Regions from separate parts of the Rattus norvegicus genome. Here region 2 is linked to region 1. The links are chromatin contacts, called in public Hi-C maps. All regions are on one chromosome and are shown on one strand. The core of a region is the stretch at or near the end of the contact, and the rest is flanking DNA. Distances in the headings are between cores, read along the strand shown.

Region 1 (6,261 bases), core at 2,206-4,705:
TTATCAGCCAATGGGACAGGGAAAGAGAAATGCTTCAAGCCCAAAGAGAGAAAAAGATGGAAAAATGGAACACAGAGGAAAGTCTTCTACTGACCCTTTCTTAAACCAGTGCAATTCCCAACTGTATTCTAAATACACTTCCTTTACCCTCCGTTATGGTTCATGACAGTCAAATCTAGTCAAAAGGCAGAGTAATTGCCTGAAGAGTGCCCAACCCTAGTGGCTACATCTACAACACAATCCCTTCGGTCAAGTCTTGGGGACCATCACAGTGGAGTGGCCAGAGAGATTTTAAGAGCTAGAGAGTCACAGCATCTGCTGTGAGATAATGCCTTCAATAGAGGACAAGGACGCTGCAGCCACAGAATGCCCACAACATGGCTGCCTACACAAGACCTGGATAATGGCAACATTATCTGAGATGCTAGTGCAAATTCAGGGAATCCCACAAGACCCATATTAAATTAATGACTGCAGAGAGAGGGAGACTTGATCTTCCACAGAGATGAGACCCATCTTTAGTTATCTAATACCAAGTATTCAGCTCTGAAACTACACACATAGAAGCAACACTAAATGGGCTTAGCCGGTTATATTTATATATGTATGTATACATGTGGCAATTATAACCAAAGAAAAACCAATCTGATAATATGTGAAAGTGTAAGGAGGGTTGGAAGGTACAGGAAAAAGAATAGGGGTATAATTTGATAATAGAGGATTACAGATGTTCAAAGTATATTATATGTGTGTGTGTGTGTGTGTGTGTGTGTGTGTGTGTGTGTGTACAAAATGTCATGATGCAGCCCAGTAGTTTATACAATTAATAAATGTTAATAAAAATGGAAAGGGGGAAGTAAGGGGAGGTAAGAAGATGGCTCAGCCATTTGCTACACAAGCGTGCGGGTCTCAGTATGATTATCAGAAGCTACATAAAGAAGCCATAGTGGAGTAAGATTCTAACTCCAAAGCCAGGAAGATGGAAACAGGGGGACCCCTGGGGCTTGCTGACCAGCCAGCGCTGCCTATGTGGTGAGTTCCTCTATAGCTCCTGAGAAGCCATACCTGAGCTTGACTTTTGACCTCCACACATTCTCTGTCTCCCTGTCCCTGTCCCTCTCCCCGACCCACCTCTCTCTCTCTCTCTCTCTCTCTCTCTCTCTCTCTCTCACACACACACACACACACACACACACACACATACACACACATACACGAAAAGTTAAGTTATTCTACTTAACAAACTAAAAAAATAAAGAACCCCCACCAAACAAACTTAAGAGAAGCAAAAGAATCATTAAAAAGATAAAAGACATTTAAGGATTAGACTATAAAGAGGAGAACAGCTGTTCCTGGAAAAGATCAATAAACTACACAAATCTCTTGCAAAGCTCATTAAAGAGAGAAAACAGAAATTTCACAATGTCAGAAATAAGAAAATGAATATAGTCAAAGAAACAAAGGAGACCTAACACGTGTTCAAAGAAATACATACAATGTTGCACAAAAAAGTTAGAAAATCTTGGAGGAGAGAGACAAGTCATGAGAAAACCGATTATCAATTGGGACTTCAGCAAGTAACTACAATGTTAACAGTAAACACAGTGCTGACAGTGACCTTCAATCTAGGACAGGGAAGCTGCACCGTCATATCTCAATAACTGTCTAAACAAGACCTGCCACCTTCAAATGTACAATTAGCGTGTTCTTTAACAAATGGGAGGAGTCAGGTTCCTTTAGGGCTGTGGCTTCTGGTAGGCTGTCTGCACTCCAGTGGCTACCCCTACTCCACACACACTTGGCAGCACTAAGTGAACTGAGCAGTTTTAAAAAGCTAGTGAAATTGGGTGTGAGTGGGAGGGGGTAATAAGAGACTTTGGGGGAGAGGGAATGAGGGCAGATTGGATTGAAACATTATATCCATATATGAAATTCTCACACAATAAATATATTAAAAATTTTAGGGTGTAAAGAAACCAAGGAGTTTGCCATTTCACTTTATATAGCTCAGGATAGTTGTAATGTCACAATTTGAAAAAAGAGCACAAGAAACGATGATCCAATGAATGTATAAGTAGAAATAAAATATTCCTAAAACGGTCAGCAAATCACATGCAGTAAGATGGCATCCTGCAGATGGCAGTTTGAAGAAAAAAGTTATCATTGCTTGTGATAATGAGCTTTGTCAACTGATCCAACCTACGACCAGTTGGAAAGACAGCCTCAGTGAGGAATTATCTACATTAGGTTGGCCTTGAACATGTCTGTGGACAACTATCTTACCTCAGTTGGTTGATACGGGAAGAGTCAGCCCACTGTGGGTGGCACCAATGCCTGGGCAAAGGGTCTTGAACTGTTTAGGAGTGGAAAAGTCCAGCCAAACACAAGGAAGCAAGCATGAATGCATTCACTTCTTCTGCTCTTGAATATCAATGTACTTAGTGTCCTCAGCTCCTGACACTGGCTTCCCTCCTACGACAGACAGTAGCCTGGAATTCTATGTTAAATGAACTCTTCCTTCCCTTAAATTGCATTCTGATTGACAGCTTTAAGGGAGTGTGTCAAGCCTTAGGCCATTTCTTAGAAATGCACTTGCTAGAAGGCAGGGCAGCCATGATAGTGTCATAAAACCCCAGCAGAGTGAGCAGCCATGACAGGTCCCCTTCCTCACACCAAACCAGCCACAGGTATGCTTTGGTATGGACTATGCACGCTGACCAGGTCTTTATGAGGCCTCAGGCTCAGCAGATACTAAAAATGACTTAACTAAAAAGACTGAGAGGCCAGACATAGTAGCAATTGTCTGTCACACCACCACGCAGAGGCTGAGGAAGGGGATCCCAAGGTTAACGCCAGGCTGGGGAACATAGCCTGACTCATTTTAAAAAATACAAAACTGGGGAGGAAGAGTAATCAACCAATAAAATTCAGGAGCTGGGTCAGAGAACTGGAACCTGGTTTAAGGACCTTGGTCGTGACCTTGAAAACGATATAACCAGGGTTGGGGATTTAGCTCCGTGGTACAGCGCTTGCCTAGGAAGCGCAAGGCCCTGGGTTCGGTCCCCAGCTCCGAAAAAAAGAACCAAAAAAAAAAAAAAAAAAAGAAAACGATATAACCCAGGAATGTAATAATGAAAACTTTAAGGCAAGCTTCAGAGAGTATATTTAAAAACTTATCTCTCCAAATATCGCCCCCCCCCCTTCCCTACAGCTTCCTCACAGGGTTGGCTGACTTTAAATACATTTAGTCTGTGTGCTTTGTGTCACATCACTTAAACCCACACATTCTGAGAGTCTCTGGAAGGACTTTTAAAAGCCATACCGGATGTGAACTACTGTACAATGGCCAAGAGCAACAAAACACTGTTCCAGCTGAAATGTCATCCCCGTATGTCCCAGTAAGAGCTCAGGGACAGAGGAGGGTGAACAGCTGCAGGAGGTGGTGGGAACCAAGCCTACGCACACAGTCTCATGGCCTCTTGGCTTCCCTTCGGCACTTAAGCAACACCCTGTTCAACAGGGAATATCGGCCAAAGGATGATTCAAATCATAGCAGGAAGAGAGAGCCATCTAGGAATGGTTTATAAACACGAAATGAGGAGAGATTAGGATCAGCCTCCACAGTACTAAACTGAGGCCCAGGCAGGGGGACACATCAGACTGGAACACTCGGGAGAGCTATTAAATGCTACACAACCTCCCCCAAGGGAGATCACAGCACAGACTCTCAGAGTGGAGAGGGAAATTTGTTTCTGAAGGCTGTTTTCCAACTTGAGGGAAATTGAACTCCATGCTTTGTGATCCCAAGAGGCCGTGCGGCTGAGGCTGCAGTGGGTGTGACCACGTGTCAAAATTAATACATCGGATATGCTACTCACCCACAATGCACTAGAAAAGACTCAGAACTCAAAGCAGCTAAAGGAGGCTTTGCTTTCTGGCTGCGAGCATCTACTGCGATTATGAAATATTAAAATATTCACTTTGTCCTTGGCCTAGGTAAGAAAATCACTTAAAGAGACATTCAAACGACTACAGAAGGAAGCGCTCCCCACCCCCTACATCCTTCAAATACTTAGGAGACAGCTTTCTCTGTGTCTGAATGCCAGCCATTTGTACAGAAGTGAATTCTTTCTCACTAGCTTCCAAATCCAGGCACAGAGAAGACTCTTTTAGTACCTGGCCACATCTCCTAGTCCAGCCTAAGGCTTCAAAGTCCAAGCTCCTCCAGGAAGCAAGAGCATGGTGAGTTCTGGAAACCTCTGCTTTCCTCAGACTTAGTAGTAGTGTACATGTCAGGACATGCCCTGTAGATGTCTTCTTTAGCCGTGACATTCGTTTACTACACTGAGAACCAACTGATAGTTGACCGAGAGAGCCGGATTGTTTACAGTGGCCCCAAAAGCGAAAACAATACTACAACCCATAAAGGCAGCATCCGTTCCGATCGTGCTGCTTTCAGCTACTGCTTAATGATGTCAAGTTGATGGCCCCAAGGAGAGAGATGATGTGAGCGGGTCTGTGGAAGGGTTTGACTCACACTCAACCAAAGAATTATACTACCATATAAATACATTTTAAAACAAAACTGCTTTTACTCAAGCTTTTAAACATGCCCACTGTTGTCTAAATATCACCGATTTCATAACCTACGATATTTAAAAATACACGAACGACCTTTTTTCTTCCCCTCCCGTATTTCCAGTTTCCTTTCCTCTCCGATGTCTATTTTCATCCCACTTCTGCCACAGAATTTTACCCTGATGTAGTAATTTTATGCTTTGAGGTCTTTATTGATCATGGTGTTGTGTTTCTCTGCAACAAAAGTTAGAAAAATTAACCTTTTTATTTCCTATGACCAAACGGTTATAAGTATTGCAAATTTCATGTGAATTTAGCTATCACTGCAACTCTCAGACAATGCAGCTTAACAGACCTTGTAATGACTCGTAAACATACTTTTTCTGGCAATGTATATTTTTTCAATTTGCTAAATAAGGATGTTATCTTTTCTCTAATTGGTTCAAATATCCATGAGTGAGTGAGTTTTCTTTTTTTCAATAGAATAAGGAATGTTCCCACAATAATCTTATCCTTCCCCCTTTTGATGTTAAAATTTCTTACTCATAAAAATAAACTGACAGGCATTGAAGTGTTGTATCACTAGTATTTAATTCTTTGCGGTCCTTACATATCTGCCCCTCAAATTTCAGTGATTAAGTAACAATTTAGATTATCATTTGAACTTGCTGACAAACTTTTCCGAGTCACCTTCAACCTTGTTTTTAAAAGAATTTGATTTGCAAAAAAATTAATTTCCATGTTAATACGTTAATCTCCTTTCTCAACACTGCAAGGGTATTCTGACTGTCCTTGTATCTGGCACCCTCCTCCCTCCAGGAAGAAAACTTTAACTTCTCCTGGCAATCTGGCAAATAATTTGTGCAAAGTAGAGCTGGGCGAGGCAGCACAGGCCTGTAATCCCGCACACTCAGGAGAAGGGAACATAAAGCTCTAAGGTTCAAGGCCTGCCTGGGCTGCAGAACAACTTAGCAATGTCCTCCCACAAAATGTCACTAAAGACAGAGAGGGTGGTGGAGGGATGGTTGAGAGCTCCAGATTACAGGTCTGGGATAGATTGTTTCTTAGCATTTGGGAGGCCCTAGGTTCAATCCACTATCTCTCTGTCTCTCTCTCTCTCTGTGTGTGTCTCTCTCTGTCTCTCTGTCTCTGTCTCTGTCTCTCTCTCTCTCACACACACACACACACATACACACACACACACACACACACACACTCATACTGAGGTTTGATTTGATTTGGGCAAAGTAAAAAATATATATATACACATATACATATACATTACATATATACATACACATATACATTACATATACATATACATACCCCAACGTGTTTAATCCTAGTCAGACCTTTGTTCAGGAATAATGTACATGGATAGGAAAGGGGCACATAAGACCTCTACCTGTACCTAAGGAGCTATTAGCAGCTGATGGCTACTGAGGGAGGGAAGAATTATCTGTACTCAGGGTTAGACTCTCGGGAGGTTAAGCCCCACAACCATACTCACAGGAGCAGTACTTCTGGACTTAATTTTTTAAGGGGTGGATAATTCCATAAACTATAATTAGTAGTGACAATTTAAAATCTATAGCAAAGCACCAGTGTTTTAGAATGACTTTTCTCACCGTTCACTGAGATTCACAGCTCTGGGTCTGGCCATGTGCTTGCCAGAGTGGCTTT
Region 2 (6,261 bases), core at 1,394-3,893, 120 kb after region 1:
AACCTTCTGGCATGGCAATTTAAAGTATATGCTTTTCCTAAGGAAGTGGGTAAGAGTTTTTGTTAATTCCTCAGAGCCGAAATTCCACAAAAGTCACGATCCCACAACTCCATGCAGTAAACACATCAGCGCCAGTGTGTGTCCGTGAACTTTCACACCCCCACATCAAGTTTTAAGTTTTAACATTTTCTGCTGCTAGGGGGCAGGGAGCCACATGACTTTCTTCAGTTTTGCCTCAAAATTCCCAGGGCAAGTCAAGACTGTACTCCATCATCCTGTGTTAGGCTAGGTCTTGCCACAAATTGTGGACCTGTCCGTTTATATCCAATTTTCAACTTCCAAAAACAATGTCCAAAATCACTAGGCCATCCTACTGGGAGGCACAAAATATGTTTCAATCAACCAACCTTCACTGCCTTGCCTGGGAAATGAGATCTCACTATATCCACTTCGGAGAAAGTAAGACACCGTCACCCAGGGTTGAGGTGATAAATCAGGATCAAGAATGAGAAGTTACCCACTCCCATCCCCCACACCTTCAAGACCTCTTGTGTGCCATGTTAGCTATACAGAATCATTAGATTAGGACAGCCATTTACCCAGAGCCACCAAAAGATGCACCCAGGAGACAGCACTACTCTCCACCATCTCCTAGGATGGGTGTGTTGTTCAGCAAACTCCTGAACTATGACTAAACTCAATCTGGAACTTAGAGCTATCCAAAATTCCAGGTCGGAAACAGCACTTGTGTGGGAATGCACTTAAACTTGAAATTCTCCATTTTTGACTACAGAAGTGAACTCCTGAGGAATGAAACGCACCCAGGTCTCAACTCAGGAGCCGAAGAGTTCTGGAAAGCCAATCTCCAGACGCCTGCCTGAGATCCCTGAAATCCCACAGCCATTCAGAAAGGGGTCAGGGCTACGGCCAGAGACTTGGCCAACCATCAGCCAAGATTCCTTCCATCTTTACTAGGCTGTCACTTGCCTCTGCTAGCCTTGTGTGCACGATGCAGCCCTGAGATTTCCAGGCTGGACACCCAGGGGGCTAAAGCCAGGACCCTAGGCTCTGTTTACTTCTTCTAGGGACAAAGGCAATTGTTTCCTAGCACTAACCCCCGACAGAGACAGGAAAATACCAGTCTGGCACTGTGGAATTAATTTCACACGGAGACTATGCTAGGATCATGTTTTATTTATGGTCCTGTCTGATCAAGACGATTTCTCCCACAAGAAATGTCCAATGCAAACAATCTCAAAGACTTGGAGAATCTTCCTTTCCAAGTCTTCCAAAGTAAGAGGGGAAAAAAAGAAAGAGAAAGAAAGGAAGAAAGAGGGAGAAAGAAAGAGAGAAAGAAAGAAAGAAAGAAACAAACAAACAAACCTAGTGGGTCACAAAAACCCACAGTTTTTAGACGCACAGCCTTCGAAGAAACGAGGCTGGACAAAGTCCTCTGAACAAGATAAGGCACATCCTATCTGGTATGGTGACAGAGCTCCTCTGGACACCAATAGGTCATGCGGGCGGGCTTAGCATGGAGAATCTTCCTCTTCCCCAGGATGAAAGGTGTAAAGACCAAACCACCCACCCTCCAGCGACTCCAGCGTTCTCTGATCTCTGACACTGCAAGATACAATTCCACAGCCACTACTCCCACCAGCGTCAAACGCTCCGGGTCTCCCGCTCCATCTAAGACCTCAGTGCTTAGCGATTCCCATGACTAAGAGTCGGAATCTGAGTTGTGGATTCAAGCCAAGCTTTCAGATCACATCCAATCGCTGAGGACCCATCATCTCAGTGACATTTCCAAAGCACACCGTCGGGTAGCCCAAGTAGATAAGCGTGCGAGGACAAGCACGAGAAGTCAAGGACCCACAGAGTCTCCCGACCGTCACTCTCCCAGGCTGTGGCACCTTTAGTTCCCTCCCCATTCCAAGACACCGGCGCACACGCAACGGGATCTAAGGGGTCCCTACAGTGGGAACCTGGAGGGAGCGGGATAGGATAGACTGAGCCCACCTCTTCATCCTGCTCCTCTTGGGATGCGCTGCTGACCCGGGGTACGGGCAGTACCGCTCCTCCGGGGGGCGGCAGCGGCAGGGTAGGAACTCCACGCTCCAGCACCACGCGCGCGGGAGCCCACGCGGCGGGCAGCCGGGATCCCAGGGCGCCGCCCGGCGGCCGCGGCGGCTGCGACCTGCAGGAGAAGCGGCCGGGCTCCCCTTCCTCCGACAGAGTTTCCGAGCCAGAGGATGACTCCGCTGAGGAAGCGCCCTCGGAGGACACGGCTGCCGCCGGCGAGCCTAGGGTCCGGGTGCCGAGGCCGCTGCAGCCCCGGGGCACGGGCTCCGGCGCCTCGGAAACTTTCTCCCCCATGTCCCTCTTCGGCCCAAAGTGCCGCCCGAGGGGTGGCGGCGCGCTCGGCGCCTCCCGGAGAAGCCCAGGCAGCTCCGCTGTGTCTGGATCGCGCTGCGGCTCCCGAGCTGCGGGGAGCGCCGCCGGCGACTACATGACAGCGGCCGGGCCGCAGGAGCAAGTCGCCAAGTTCACGGCTGCCGGGGCTCGGCTGCTGACATGGACTCCCGCGCGCGGGGCCATGCCCGCCGCGATCGGCGCTCCGCGCTGCGCCCGAGCCTCCGGGACTGCGGCTTCTCCCGCTAAACCTGCCTCCGGGACCGAGCGGAGGAGACGGGCAGCCCGCGGAGCCAATGGCAGCGCAGGCGCGCCGGTGGGCGGAGGCTGCGGAGCCGCTGGCCGCGCGGGCGTCAGGTAGGGGAGGTGGGGCCAGGCGCGGGCCACCCGATCCCGCGGGAGCTCCCGGTGCGCCCGGCAGCCCCACGGCGCGGGACTCGGCAGGGCAGGCGTGGAACCCGCGGACTTAACCCTGGCTGGGACTCCGAACTGGGTGGGGGAGTGGCCGTCTGTCCTTGGGACGAGGGAGGGAGATGGCTGAGTGAGATGAGACCTTGGAGAACCAGACTTTAATCTCCAAAAAGTGAAATCGGGAAAACTGGGCACGGGGCAAACTTCACGTGAAAACCGAAGCGCACGGCCAGTCACGCGCAAACTCACGCTCCCAGCCGTGTGCAGAGAGCGAAGTCCGTGGTGGAGAGAGGGGATCTAAACGCAGCCCATCTCCAACACCTTTTCTGGTTAAACTTCTTGGGCCTCAGTTTCCTCAATTGTAAAGGGAAACATGAACGCTGATGTTGTCTGGTAATAAGGCTACAGCAAAATAAAGTGTCAGCAGAGTTCTCGGCTTGGACACAAGCCAAGGTCTCCAAAGATGATTTTCTGTATTTCTGTTTAGAAACTAAAGTTAAGTCAAAGATACACTCTTGTGACAAAGGAAGAAAACAGCTGATGCTGTTTAGGACCATGCTTATTGATAAGAACGCTCTTAGCATCTCTTGCGGTTCTGCCGCTGGGCTTAAGACACATCCCTCTAACTGGCTTTCTCTAGCCCTGGATAGCCACACCGCGGCGGACCTGGGGCTTCATGTTCCTTTTCTATAAGAACAAGGAAGGAGAAAGATCTTCCACAAAAGCACCCACACAATCACCTTAACCTTTGTAGTGGCTTGGATCTGCTGGGAAGCCAGTGCGGAGTTAGGCAGCGAGAAATAAATGATTCCTACTTGCCTTCAGCTCCAGACCCGTCTGAGCTCCACACCGTGACCCGAGGTATAAATTCAGCCAGCTTCCATTCCACAGACGTTGATTGAGATGTGTGCCAATTGGTTGCAGGGGATACAAAGATGAATACGGCAGGTCCCCTGCCCTTGAGGAGCTTGTGGTCGGGGAAGAGATTGATATTGCATAATACCGCCTCATTATTCATGTTTAAAAGCTCTGGTAAGTGCTACAATGTGCCGTGGGAGGAGAGAGGAAGAATTACAGCGAAGCCATTGCAGATCTTCAAGCCGAGGAGTCCTCCAGATTTTTACATTTCTCTCTGTCAGAACAGCTTTGCCAAGGGTCCTTAAGAAAAAGACTGGAGTTGAAAGCCCCGTTGGCTAATGAGCCCTTTTATACTGCCGAAGTATTTACAAGTGATAATGGGGGCGGGGTGGGGGGTGGCTCATCTAGTCTGGACAGGCGGCTTTGTCCTGAACACTTTCGGACTGCCTCTGAAGAGGGAAGCAGTAGGATGTGACCCTCTGGCTGTGGACAGCTGTCAGAGTTACATTGTGACACTTCAGAATGATCCAAAGGGACAGAAGACCTGCTGAGGTAAAAGGACTTTCAGGAGACTTAGCTAAGTGGTGATGGAGAGGCTGAAGAGCGCACAGTGGGGCGGTCTGAATCCACCCCCTGGGCCTCACAATGACTTCCCTCCTTAGAGTACTGGCCTTTATCTGAGCCCCTATGTGGTTGATTCAGCACAGGGGACTGAAATAAAGATTTAAGCAAGCCATTCACATCAAAGAAGAGGAGGGATTGCCTTCTCAGTTCGGGAAGGGTGCAGCAAGGACATGGTTTGAATCCTAACAGCAAAAAAATGCCACTTCCTAGAGCCCGTGCTCTCCTATGAGAGGCCTCACAGCGTCCTGGAAGGAACCAAATAAAATACTTTAGGGATGAAGGGCTGGTCAAAGGTCACACAGCAAGTGGGCAGTGGCACAGTGGTTGGTACTCTGAAGTCTGTTTTAGAGAATGCCACTCAAAACAGCTTTTTTTTTTTTAAATCAAGGATACACATATGTGACTACTAGACTATAAATGGCCACAGAAAAGGAATATTGTTGCCTTGGTTCATTATGCAAAAAAATATTTTTCCTTTGGTCACAGGTTTTACCCACATTTATATGATACTATGTGCCAGGCAAGGTTTTGAGCACTGTGCAAAAGCTATCATATACTCAATCCTTGTGTTGATCCAATGAGGTGGTAGCAATTTTTTGATCTTGTGTTACATCTGTGAAATACTGAAACCTATGGAACGGAGAAGTTAAACAGCCTAATGTTACACAGCAAGTGTTAGAGCCAAGATTCAATTGAACAGATTTCATGTTCTTAACCCGTCCTATTCAAAGTCAAGCACTCAATAGTATTTAGTAAAATTTCAAACACTGATCCCAAATAAATACATTTTACATTGCAAATCATGGTACACACACACACACACACACACACACACACACTATATATATATACATATATATATATATATATATATATATATATATATATATATATACATGCACCAGGTGCAGATGACAGTTTGTGATCTGATGCCTTTGTAAACAGTACCGCCTGGAATTTTTATTGACTTTTTACCAACTTGTGATTTACTAAGTGGGATTCACAGTCTACTGTAAAGCATGCTCAGTCATCAGGCTTGACCACGTCTGTCTGAGGAGAATGACGACTATAAGAATTTTCAGATAAGAACTGGACAAACTCAATACATGGCTGTCGACAGAAGAGGGTCAGAAGACCAAAGTGGTTCCCTGAAATCACCCCAATTAGACACATAGGCAAATCCTCGGCTATGGATAGACTTCTGGACCCACATCAGTTCACATGTCTAAATCCTGCGATTTACCTATCTGATTAAAAGCTAAGTTTCTTCCTCCTTGAGTATCTCAAAAGAATGTATCAAAAATGACCCCAGTGTTTAATACTTTGGGGCCTGATATGAGAGGGAAAGAGCACACACACACACACCACACACACACACACACACACACACACACACACACCACGCATCACACATACCATACACACACACCACACACACCATACACACACACCACATACACACTATACACACACATACCATACACACACACCATACACACACACCACACATCACACATACCATACACACACTACAAACACCATACACACACACTACAAACACCATACACACACACCACATACACACTATACACACACATACCATATACACACACCACACACACCATACACACACACACCACACATCACACATACCATACACACACACACCATACACACACACACCACACATCACACATACCATACACACACACACCATACACACACACTACACACACCATACACACACACACACCACACACCACACATCACACATACCATACACACACCTACACATACACCACACACACCATACACACACACCATACACACACACCATACACACACACATCACACACACACACCACACACACACACACACCACACACACCACACACACACCATACACACACACCATACACACACACATCACACACACACATCACACACACACACACA

Evidence for each region. A called contact is a pair of places that touch in the nucleus more often than the background predicts.
Region 2: a contact with region 1 is called in a Hi-C map of psoas muscle, with 1.9 times the contacts expected there. The contact joins the promoter of Mast4 here to the enhancer-like site in region 1. A contact is called at or near these places in 2 of 12 Hi-C or Micro-C datasets (mammary epithelial cells and psoas muscle).

Annotation. Positions count from the first base shown.
Region 1 is chr2:36,094,251-36,100,511 of GRCr8, forward strand. The region is part of intron 1 of Mast4 (microtubule associated serine/threonine kinase family member 4); the gene reads right to left. Among named protein-coding and RNA genes, the nearest start is that of Mast4, 120 kb to the right of the region's middle. Within about 2 kb of position 3,456, at least 28 of the 93 cell types and tissues checked have an H3K27ac peak or open chromatin away from gene starts, as enhancers often do.
Region 2 is chr2:36,214,952-36,221,212 of GRCr8, forward strand. It overlaps Mast4 (microtubule associated serine/threonine kinase family member 4), which reads right to left and starts at 2,644. Exons shown (of 29, transcript NM_001421273.1): 1 at 2,020-2,644. The coding sequence starts at 2,376.